2 separate regions of the Capra hircus genome follow, and region 1 is linked to region 2. The links are chromatin contacts, called in public Hi-C maps. All regions are on one chromosome and are shown on one strand. Each heading gives the region's core, a stretch centred on a gene start, on an enhancer-like site or on the middle of the called end of the contact. The rest is flanking DNA. Distances are from core to core; before and after follow the strand shown.

The links. Hi-C and Micro-C count contacts between places; a contact is called where the count stands out from the background.
Region 1: a contact with region 2 is called in a Hi-C map of blood, with 2.7 times the contacts expected there. The contact joins two enhancer-like sites. A contact is called at or near these places in 2 of 5 Hi-C or Micro-C datasets (both in blood).

What each region holds. Positions count from the first base shown.
Region 1 is chr7:89,112,956-89,117,884 of ARS1.2, reverse strand. The region is part of intron 1 of MOB3A (MOB kinase activator 3A); the gene reads left to right. Among named protein-coding and RNA genes, the nearest start is that of MOB3A, 6.3 kb to the left of the region's middle. Within about 2 kb of position 2,689, at least 1 of the 5 cell types and tissues checked has an H3K27ac peak or open chromatin away from gene starts, as enhancers often do.
Region 2 is chr7:89,064,934-89,069,618 of ARS1.2, reverse strand. No RefSeq gene overlaps it. Among named protein-coding and RNA genes, the nearest start is that of MKNK2, 18 kb to the left of the region's middle. Within about 2 kb of position 2,123, at least 3 of the 5 cell types and tissues checked have an H3K27ac peak or open chromatin away from gene starts, as enhancers often do.

The DNA of each region.
Region 1 (4,929 bases), core at 1,440-3,939, 48 kb before region 2:
CAGGCTGCTTAAGCCAAAAAGGGGAATCTGACTTCAGAAGCCAGGTTCTGGGAAGGAGATGGTCATTCCTGTGGCTGCTGAGTCCTAAATAATACATCCAGGGCTGGGCTGCTTTCCATGGGGGGCCATCCTGGGCACTCTCTGTGGGATGTGGAGCAATATCCCTGGCCCCATCCATTCAGTGCCAGGAGTGCCCCATTCTCCTGTGGTCGCTGGGGGGCAGGGTCACTGCATTTGAGACCCATGGCTGTAGCTGAGCATGGAGGGAGCTCTCCCAATGCCTGGAGAGACTGTGTTGCCTGGTGGATACCCTCCCCACAGACTGGGGTCAGTGCGCAGGCAAGTCACGAGGACCCTGATGTTGAGAGGAAGTTTGGGCAGCCAGAAAAGGTGGGGCTTGTGGTGGATGGAAGTTTGGAGGCATGGTTTCTTGTGTATTCCCTTTCTGACACTCAGTTCTCCAGTCAGTCAACCACGCAGTGAAGGCTTCTGCAGCTTTGGAACAAGTCCTCAGAAGGAAGAGGTGTGACTCCTTCATGGACACACCACCCACAACCTCTCCTGCATTTCTCTCCTTTCTGTCCCCCGACCCCCAACACCGTTTTGTTGAACAGAGAATCTGTGTTTGCCCCCGTGGGGAACTGAGACAGAGGGAGGAGCTTCAAAGGAGAATCATGGCGCTGGGCTGTGGACACCTGGCAGCCCCTCTTTGTCTTGGCAGAGCAGAGGACAGTAGAGGTGGGGACAGCTGGGCCTAGATCCCAGGCCATCTCTTATCTGCCATGGGCTCAGGGCTCTCAGAGGCACCAGGAAGGGTCCTTGCTGCCTCGCCCCCCCGCTTCCTGTGAGGCCAGTGATCCTGGTCATCCCGCGGCTTGGAGGGCTTGTAGACGCAGCACGTGATCTCTGCCTCCGCCACATGGCTGTCTGTGTCTGTGTCCAGATCCCTTCTTCTTGTGGGACACGGTGACCTCAACTTAAGTACGTCTGCAGTGGTCCTGCTTCCACATGGGATCACTTCACCTGTTAAGACTTCAGCACATCTTTTGAGGGGGGATGTGATTCTGCTTATAAAAGGGCGATAGGAGATAACTGCTGATGGGCATGGGGTTTCTTTGTGGGGTGATAAGAATGTTCTGGAATTAGGTAGTGGTGATGGTTGCACAGTTCATGATTTTACTAAAATCCATTGAACTGTGTAGGTTTATAGTCATGTGAATTATATATCAGTTGGCTTTTGTGGGGGAAAAAAAGGATTACTAGGAGGGCTGGACTATAGCGAGCCCATCTAAAGCACCTGGCCTTTGTTGTATCCTTCAGGATGCAGGCAGCCTCCCCACCCAGGGAGCAGTCTCAGTATTTAAACACAAACATTTAGACTATGGGAGACAGCCCTGAGGCGCAACCATCTTTAACAGGACAGATCCTGGGCTGTGAGCATCTCCTAGCCAGCCACAAAGGCTGCTGGGCCAGGGGCAGGGTTTACACACAACAGTGGCAAATGTCATCAGCCAGGCAGGATGTGGAGGCACCGGAAGGAAGTGGCGACGGGGCTGAGGTGTGGCGGTTGCCAACAGGAACTGTGTTTTGTTTTTAGAAAAAGAACAGGGGTGGGTGGGTGTGTGCTGGGGCAGGGGAATTTTGTCATTTTAACCTTTGTCACTCTTGGAGTTTGTAAGTGCCACATTCATCTAGTGTGCAGGAAGACCCAGGGGAGCCCCTTGTGCTGGATTCCGAGAAGCCTCTCCTGGTTTTCTCTTTGCTGCCCTTGGAGGTCTTCTAAGAGAGGGCAGAAACCCGGGATCTCCAGAAACGGTACCTGGGATTTTGGCGGCAGGAGGCTGCTGCAGTGACTCCGGGGTGCTTCTCAAGGAAAAGGCACTTTCCAGTGGCTGCCCACTCCTTGGTCATAGGAACCCAAGGGAGTGTGTTTTTTATAGAAAGTGCTGTTTGGTTTTGATGGGAGCTCTGTCCATCCAGGAAGTTTTTCAAAAATCATTGCTTCCACTTAAAAAAAAAACCCTCCCACTTTCTCAGGAGACAGAAAGGTAGGCAGGAGCCTTATAAGCCTGCTTCATCACCCTGCCCCATCTTCTAGAACCATCCTGGTGCGGGTCTGGTCCGTGGCTTGACGGGCTGTAGATAGAGCTGTGGGGTCGCCCGGGTCAGTGGGGTCCCTGCCTGCTTCTCACCACCCCACAGCCTGTGCCTGTCTGACAGGTCACGTGGCCCCAGAGACCCCAGAGTCAATAGAAGGTAGCAGTGGGGTGCGGGCAGGTTGCATTTTTCTTGGTGTTGTGGTTCTCTGTGAGGGTGAGAAGGCCGGCTATAGGGCAGATAAGGAGCCTGGACACCTGCGTGCACAGAGGCCGCTGTGGGGGCTCAGGGGCCAGCCCAGGCCAACCCCACTCTGGCTGGATGAGGGATAGCACCCTGCTTTGTCTTCTCATGGCCTAAGTGAGGCTGCATTCAGCCCGGGCAGAGGGTGTTTGGAGGCTAAAGTGAATCGTGGGTGAGAAATTGCTGGCAGGCGGTAGGTGCAGGGGAGGGCAGCTTGGATTGCTGGTCAGTCCACACACGGGGACTGTCCCTTGACCTGCTCTTGGAGTGGCCCTGAGAGCTGCTTGGTTTACAGATGAACCACCTGGCGGGTGCACAGCCCCTCGGCAGTTAGCGGTCATGGTCGGGGGGCAGGTGGAGGCGCAGGGCCCCCACCCGCCACATCCAGCACAAGTGCCCTCATACAGAGGAGTCCCTGCTGCCCAGCACAGGGGATGCGACTAGTCTCTGCAACAGAGGGTCAGGGCAGGTGGCCTCTTAACCGGGGCCTCCTGGGGGTCTCAGATCATCCATGTTGGGAGAAAAACGGCAGCTGGGCTCTTTGTGGCTACCCTCCCTTTTTGGAGGCACCTCTTCCTGCCCTCCAGGCCCTAGGCACAGGTCTCTACCATACCTCCAGAACCGGGGAGGGTCAGAACCGGAGGCACCTACACCAGACTGCAGGTGCGGCAGAGGTGCCTGGTGCGGGAGCAGCCCCAGCTAGGAGGGATTTGGCCCTGGATTTGGGATGAAGAGTGGAGGGTGGGGCAGTGGAGGTGGGTGGCCAGGCAGAAGGGACCACAGTTTCATCCCCACGGTCCAGGGTGCAAACACTGACTCCTTCTGCTACCAGCTGTGCAGCCTAACAGTGATTTACTCATTAACTGGGTAGTAGTTAATGGTGACCACTAGTAGTTAATGGTTAGTACTGAGTCACCATCTTCTAGCCCAGTGTTTCTCACCTGGGATGCTCCTGCCCTCAGGGGATACTGGATCACATCTGGGGACATCTGTGGTCGTCACAACGGGGGATGCTCCTCACATGAGGGGGCAGGGCTGCTGCTCACCCCCATAGTGCCCAGGGTGGCCCCAGTGTCAGTAGTGGCAAGTCTGGGCTTCAGTCTTTCCAACTTTAAAGTAGGGTTCTGCTTTGCTCTGTGGGTTACCGTGACTGCCTCACTGGGCGTTAACCAAGGTGGCAGGAAGTGATGCTGGTGGCTGGGGCCTCAGGGGCAGCTCTTCTGGTCTCTGGACAGGCCTCCTCGTGCAGAGCACAGGTGGCTTCCTGCCCCGTCGCCAGGCGGCCTGACGGCGCGCGTTCCCTCTCTCACACGTCAGCGCCTGCGCCTTTCACCCGTGTGGTCTTCTGAGTTTGTGCTGTCACCTCGCACGGTAAGCAGATTGTACAGGCAGTTCTGGCCCCAGCTTGAACCCAGAGGGAAATGGCCTGTTCTTTGTGGTTCCCAGAGCAGCACTTCAGCCCACACTTGCTCTGTCTCCTCACCCTACTTTAAAAATAACAGCTTTCCTGGCTCTCATTGATGTTCCAGACTCTCCGCCTTTCATGTGTGCAGTCCGCTGTTTTCAGTCCATTCACATTGTCTGCAACACCACCTCTCTCCAGTTCCAGAACATTCTGTCACCTCCGAAGAAACCTTGTTCCCGTCAGCAGTCACCCCATCCCTTGGCCCAGCCCCTGACCACCAGGAACCCACTCCCTGTGTCTGCAGATCTGCCTGCTCTGCACGTTTCCCATCAGTGGAGTCACCCTGTGTGTCCTTCTGTGTCTGCTTCTCTCACTGAGCACCGTGTCCTCAGGGTCTGTCCATGTGGTAACGAGTGTCAGGGCTTCTCTCCTTTCCATGGCTGAGTGATGCTTCCATGTGTGGATCAGCTCACCCACTACTGGGCATTTGGGTGTCTCCACCTTTTGGCTGTTAGGAATCATGCTGCTGGACACACTTACGTACAGGTTTTTGTGTGGACATGTGTCGCCCACAAGTGTTATCACTTGGATGGACGCTTAGGAGAGAGCTGCTGGTGAGATGGTAACTGCAGTTTTTAAACTGCTGGGCTCTTTTCCTCAGCAGCCACCCCATTTTACATTACCCCAGCAACGCAGGAGGGTTCCTGTTGACTGTCCGGTTTGATTACGCTGTCCTCGTTGGGGGCGGCAGGTCCCTCCCCTCCTCACTGGGCTCCCTACATCTGGCTCCATTCCTGGATGCTCAGTCTCTGTGTTTTGCATAGTTCATGCTGCTTTGAATCAACCTTCCAGTACCCGCAGTGTCAAGTGGGGCCCAGAAGAATGAGCAGGCTTCACCTACCAGTGGGGAGGACAGATGGTCCCCAGCCTGCGTGTAGCCAGGGCCCGAGTGACCCAGTTGTGTCAGCTGTGAGTTACCCTCCCTGGCATTCCTTCAGATGTTCTGTGTAGCCTCTGTCTGAGTTTCCAATGGCTGCTGTAACAAATCACCACAGACTTTGTAGCCCAAACCACACAGATTATCCTCTTACAGTTCGAGAGGTTGAGTCCAACTCAGGCCTCTCAGGGCTAAAATCCAGGTGTGGGCAGGGCCGGTCCCTCCGGAGGCTCCGGGGGAGCTTCGG
Region 2 (4,685 bases), core at 874-3,373:
AGGCCCTCCTGGTGGTTCATCCTCACAGCTTCTTTCATCATCCCGTCCCAGGAAACTGCAGCCTGTCCTGGTCTTTGACTCACCCAGAAAGAAGACAAACTGGTTTAAAGTGAAGCGTGATGAAATTCAGTCAGAGGAAGGACTTACCTCGTTGGTTGAAGCCTGGATGGGGTGAGCTGGCACAGGAAGGAGGAAGGGAGGGCTGGGTTCTTGGGGCAGGGCTCATGAATGAGCCGGGCGCTCCCAGCCCGACTGCTCACCTCTGGGATTTGGACAAGTGTCTGGAGCCTGGTGGCTCTGGGTTCATCATGTGCCGTGAACCCTCTCTGGTCCTAACACTGGGCTATGTTCGTCTCTTCCATCTGCTGGGATTTATGCTCCCCTTCATACAGGGTTTGGGGTTTGTGGGCAACTTTGGGAAGGTGCTGTGGGGTTTCCATGACATCTACCAGTTCCAGCTCTTTCCTGCCTTGGTTTCCCTTTGATGACCTTGTGAGAGGAAGCCAACCAGAGGGGGTCTGCCCAGTGCCACATCCTTGGCTCAGGGACCAAGGAGGCCTCCAGGATCTGGGCCCTGGGATGGTGATGTGGAAGGGCCTTGGGGAGAGTGTCTGGTGGCAAGTCCCCAGCACAGACTGGGGGACAAAGAGGGATGCGATCCTGTTGCCAGCATTTTTGTTTTGTTTTGACCACGCCGCATAGCATGTGGGACTTTAATTCTGCAACCAGGGATCAAACCCGTGCTCTCACAGTGGGAGCGCAGAGCCTTCACCACTGGGCCACAAGGGAAGCCCTGTGTCCAAAGGGGCATCCACTCCACAGGTACAAGAACCACATGAAGGTTGTGAGTTGGAGCCCTGGTGCCCCCCAGCTGAGGTTATCAGCCCAGTGGGTCACCCTTGTCCAGTCTCTGGTCCCATCATGGTCCTTACTTCCTGGACCGCTTCTTGCTTCACTGGGGGACTGATGCCAAGCACACCATGGTGAGAAAGCTGCTCATCACCACTCCAAACCTGGGCCAGGACCCTCGCCTGGGCCTAAAATTTAAGGGGGTGCAAACTGCCTGCAATGCAGGAAACTTGGGTTTGACCCTTGGGTCAGAAAGATCCCCTGGGGTGGGAAATGGCTACCCAATCCAGTATTCTTGCCTGGGAAATCCCGTGGACAGAGGAGCCTGGCGGGCTACAGTCCATGGGGTTGCAAAAAAAGTCGGACACAACTGAGCAACTGAGCACGCACACACACAAATTTGGTCATGGAGGTAATGTTTGTGCTAAGAATGTTTGCTGGAAGACCAGTGAATTCCCAGCAGTTGTAAGAACTAACATTTCCCCTAGTGGTAACATTGTGCAAAAGTCTATTACAATGTCACGAGCAGGATCCTGACATGCTACAATCTTATTAGCAAGTAACCACTTTCTGTTATTCACTTGTGTGTTTGCAGTTCCTCCTCCCTTTGGTCTCAAAGTAAAACAAAACTCCACTTATTTCTTGTGCTCACTTGAAAATATTGGGTTGCCCAAAAAGTTTGTTTGGGTTTTTCTCTAAGATGTCATGGAAAAACCTGAACAGACTTTTGGGCCAACCCAGGAGAAGGTATCGGGGGGCCATGGAAGCAGGTGCCTTCTGGTAGGACCTCCTGGAGCAGTGAGCCTGTTCTCTGTCTTTGCAGCTATCAACCACACGTGGCTACTGAGCGGGTGCAACGTGGCCAGTGCGGTTGAGTTCCCTTTCATTTATTTATTAATACATTTCTTTGGTCTAGGGGGGCTACTGTCCTCCCTACCCCTTTGGAGAATGCAGGTCACAAGGCCCAGTATCTGTGTTTCACCCCCAGTCCTTGGTTGATCCTCAGTCTGTTTGTCCTGAGCCTCAGCCATATGGTTGGTGCTCAATAAATGTAGTGGGACAGGCTGAGTGAGTGAGGGATCTGGATGGGTGGTCTCTCCTGGCCTTCTAATCAGCTCCATATGGTTCTGGCCCTGGCATGTGAGACTGGGTTTGTGCTCAATATGCCCATCTGGAAAATGGGTCAGGGCACTGGAGTACCAGGAGAGTAGGGTCCCCCATCCTTCACACCTTTACCCCTTGCTGGTGCAGATCCTTGGGTCTCACTCCCCCTGATGGCCACATAAGGGAATACACCCCATCTGCAGAGGTGTGCCGCTGGTGGTCGCTCAGATGGTAAAGAATCTGCCTGCAGTGCAGAAAACCCAGGTTCCACCTTTGGGTCAGGAAGATCCTCCGGACAAGGGAATGCAACCCACTCCAGTATCCTTGCCTGGAGAATCCCATGGGCAGAGGAGCCTGTGGGCTACAGTTCATGGGTTGCAGAGAGTCGGACACGACTGAGCGACTAACACACATGCACACCCCACCAGGATGCACACCACAGAGCAAGACATGGAAGCAGGGCTCAGGGACCCAGTGGGAGCGGGAGCACCCTAAGCCCTGCATTTGAGACTGGGGGCGCTCTGGGTATCTCAGCAGGGAGGAGGTGTCTCAGATGGGGACACGGAGGAAGTGCAGCCGTGGGAGTCACCCGCCCGCAGGCGTGGAGCGGATGTGTCCTTAGCTGGAGCGCGGCCTCCCTCACACTCTCCTCTCTGCCTGTCTTCCTGTCGTTAAGGAAGTTACGTGTTTGTCAGTTCCACATCAGAACCACTTTACATCCCAGAATAAACATATGTAAAATATATTTGCACCATGGGCTGAAAAGGAATCCCAAGGGAATAAATGTTTCAATTTGCAATGTCCATGGTTTTCCTGATAGCCAGGGGTGGCGCGGGCCCTGCCAACAGAGTAACCGTCCTCCCACTGCCATGGGACCCGGGGCATCCCCGTGCCCAGTGTGTCAGGTCACGTCACCTGCAGGCCTACCCTTTGGAGTGCTTGTCTGGTCTTGTTTGTTTTGCCTTCTTGGCTGAGCGTGTTTGGTATCAGGGGCCTCCCCTGGCTCAGGGAGGAGCCAGGAAGGGGCAACTTCACCTTGTGAGGAATTTAGGTGCCCAGAACCTTCTGGGAGACGAGGACTTGGAGGCAAGGGAGCAGCAGAGGTTGAGGGAGCTCAGGTGACTGAGCCCCAGACCTCCTACCTCTCCAGAGGTGTAAGAGCTTTCTCAGTCGCTCGTTCGCTCCCTTGCTCATTCTTCCTTTCTTCTATGTTTGGTTGCACCTTGAGGCATGTGGGATCTTAATTCCCTGACCAGAGATCAAACCTGGGCCCCTGCACTGGAAGCATGGAGTCCTAACCTCTAGGGAAGCCCCAGGAGGTAGAAGGTTTATCTTCAAACCCTGCATTGAGGGCCATTTGGGTGGAACTGCCAGTCTTGGTTGCCTGTCTTGTTCGTTCCCTTCCATTTATTTATTTACTGAATTAAAAAAATGTTTGTTATTGAATTGTAAGTTGATTTACAACATGGTGGTAATTTCTGCTGTCCAGCAAAGTAATTCAGTTATACACATATATACGTTTTTTTTTAAGTCACCACTTTTAATTAATTAATTTGGCTGCCTCGAGTCTAGTTTTGATATGTGGAGCTAGTTGCTTTGAGGCACGTGGGATCTTAGTTCCCTGACCAGCGATGGAACCTGAGTCCCCTGAATTGGAAGGTGGATTCTTAACCATTGGATCACCAGGAAAATGCCCGTTCTTTTTTTTTTGTTTGTTTGTTTGTTTTCTTTTCCGTTGTGTTTTATCACAGGATATTAAATAGAGTTTCCTGTGCTATGCAGTAGGACCTTGTTTACCCATCCTATATGTAATAGTTTGCATCTGCTAGCCTCAAGCTCCCAATCCTTCCCTCTCCTACCCTCTTCCCCCTTGGCAACCGTAAGTCTGTTCTCTATGTCTGGGAGTGTGTTTCTGTTTCACAGATAGGTTCATTTGTGCCATGAGCCAGTGTGAGGAACTCCGCCCTTGGCAAAGGTCATGAGGAAGGAGCCTCGGCATTACGCAAAGGCGAGATCGAGCCTCAGGAGACCCCCTGTTCCCGAGCATCTACCCCCAAAACCAGAGTCTGTTTTATGCTCTCACCTACACCTCTGACTTTACGGGGGGCTGTCCTCCATCACCATTTCTCTCGGAGAAGGAGTTAACTTGCAGCTCCAGTTAATAAAAATTCCTGGGCGTAACAAGAGTGTTTCAACTTACGAACTCGTCTGAAGGTTATCTAGCCTGCCTGAGCGAGTTCCTCTGGCCACATGTGATTGTTTACAGCCTCTCAACCGTGAGAGGCACGAGATGCTTTAAAACTTTCTAAATATAGACTCTTTTGAGAAGTTAGAAAATTATTAGTATAGTATAGTAGATTGATTAGAAATTATATTGCTAAAAGGTTTTTCATTTGTTGAGACAATATTTGCTGCTAAATCTCCATATTCCCTGCCCTTATAATGAATATAACTAGCATATAGGAGAAATAAGTATTAACCTTTAAGATTAATCATGTTAAACCTTAGGCTAAGTAAATTCCTTTCTTGATTGTAACCCACTACACCCTCACCCTATAGGAATGCAACTTTATTTGGAGGGTGGCGCTTGGTTTAAGAAAAAATCACCCCTGGAAAAAATAAGTTTTCTGGTTGACTGACCGTTATCAGAAAGGGCCATAAAATGTAAGCAGGCCTCATGGCCAGAAGATGATGTAAAACCCATAAGACCTTTGTATACATTTATATGAAGC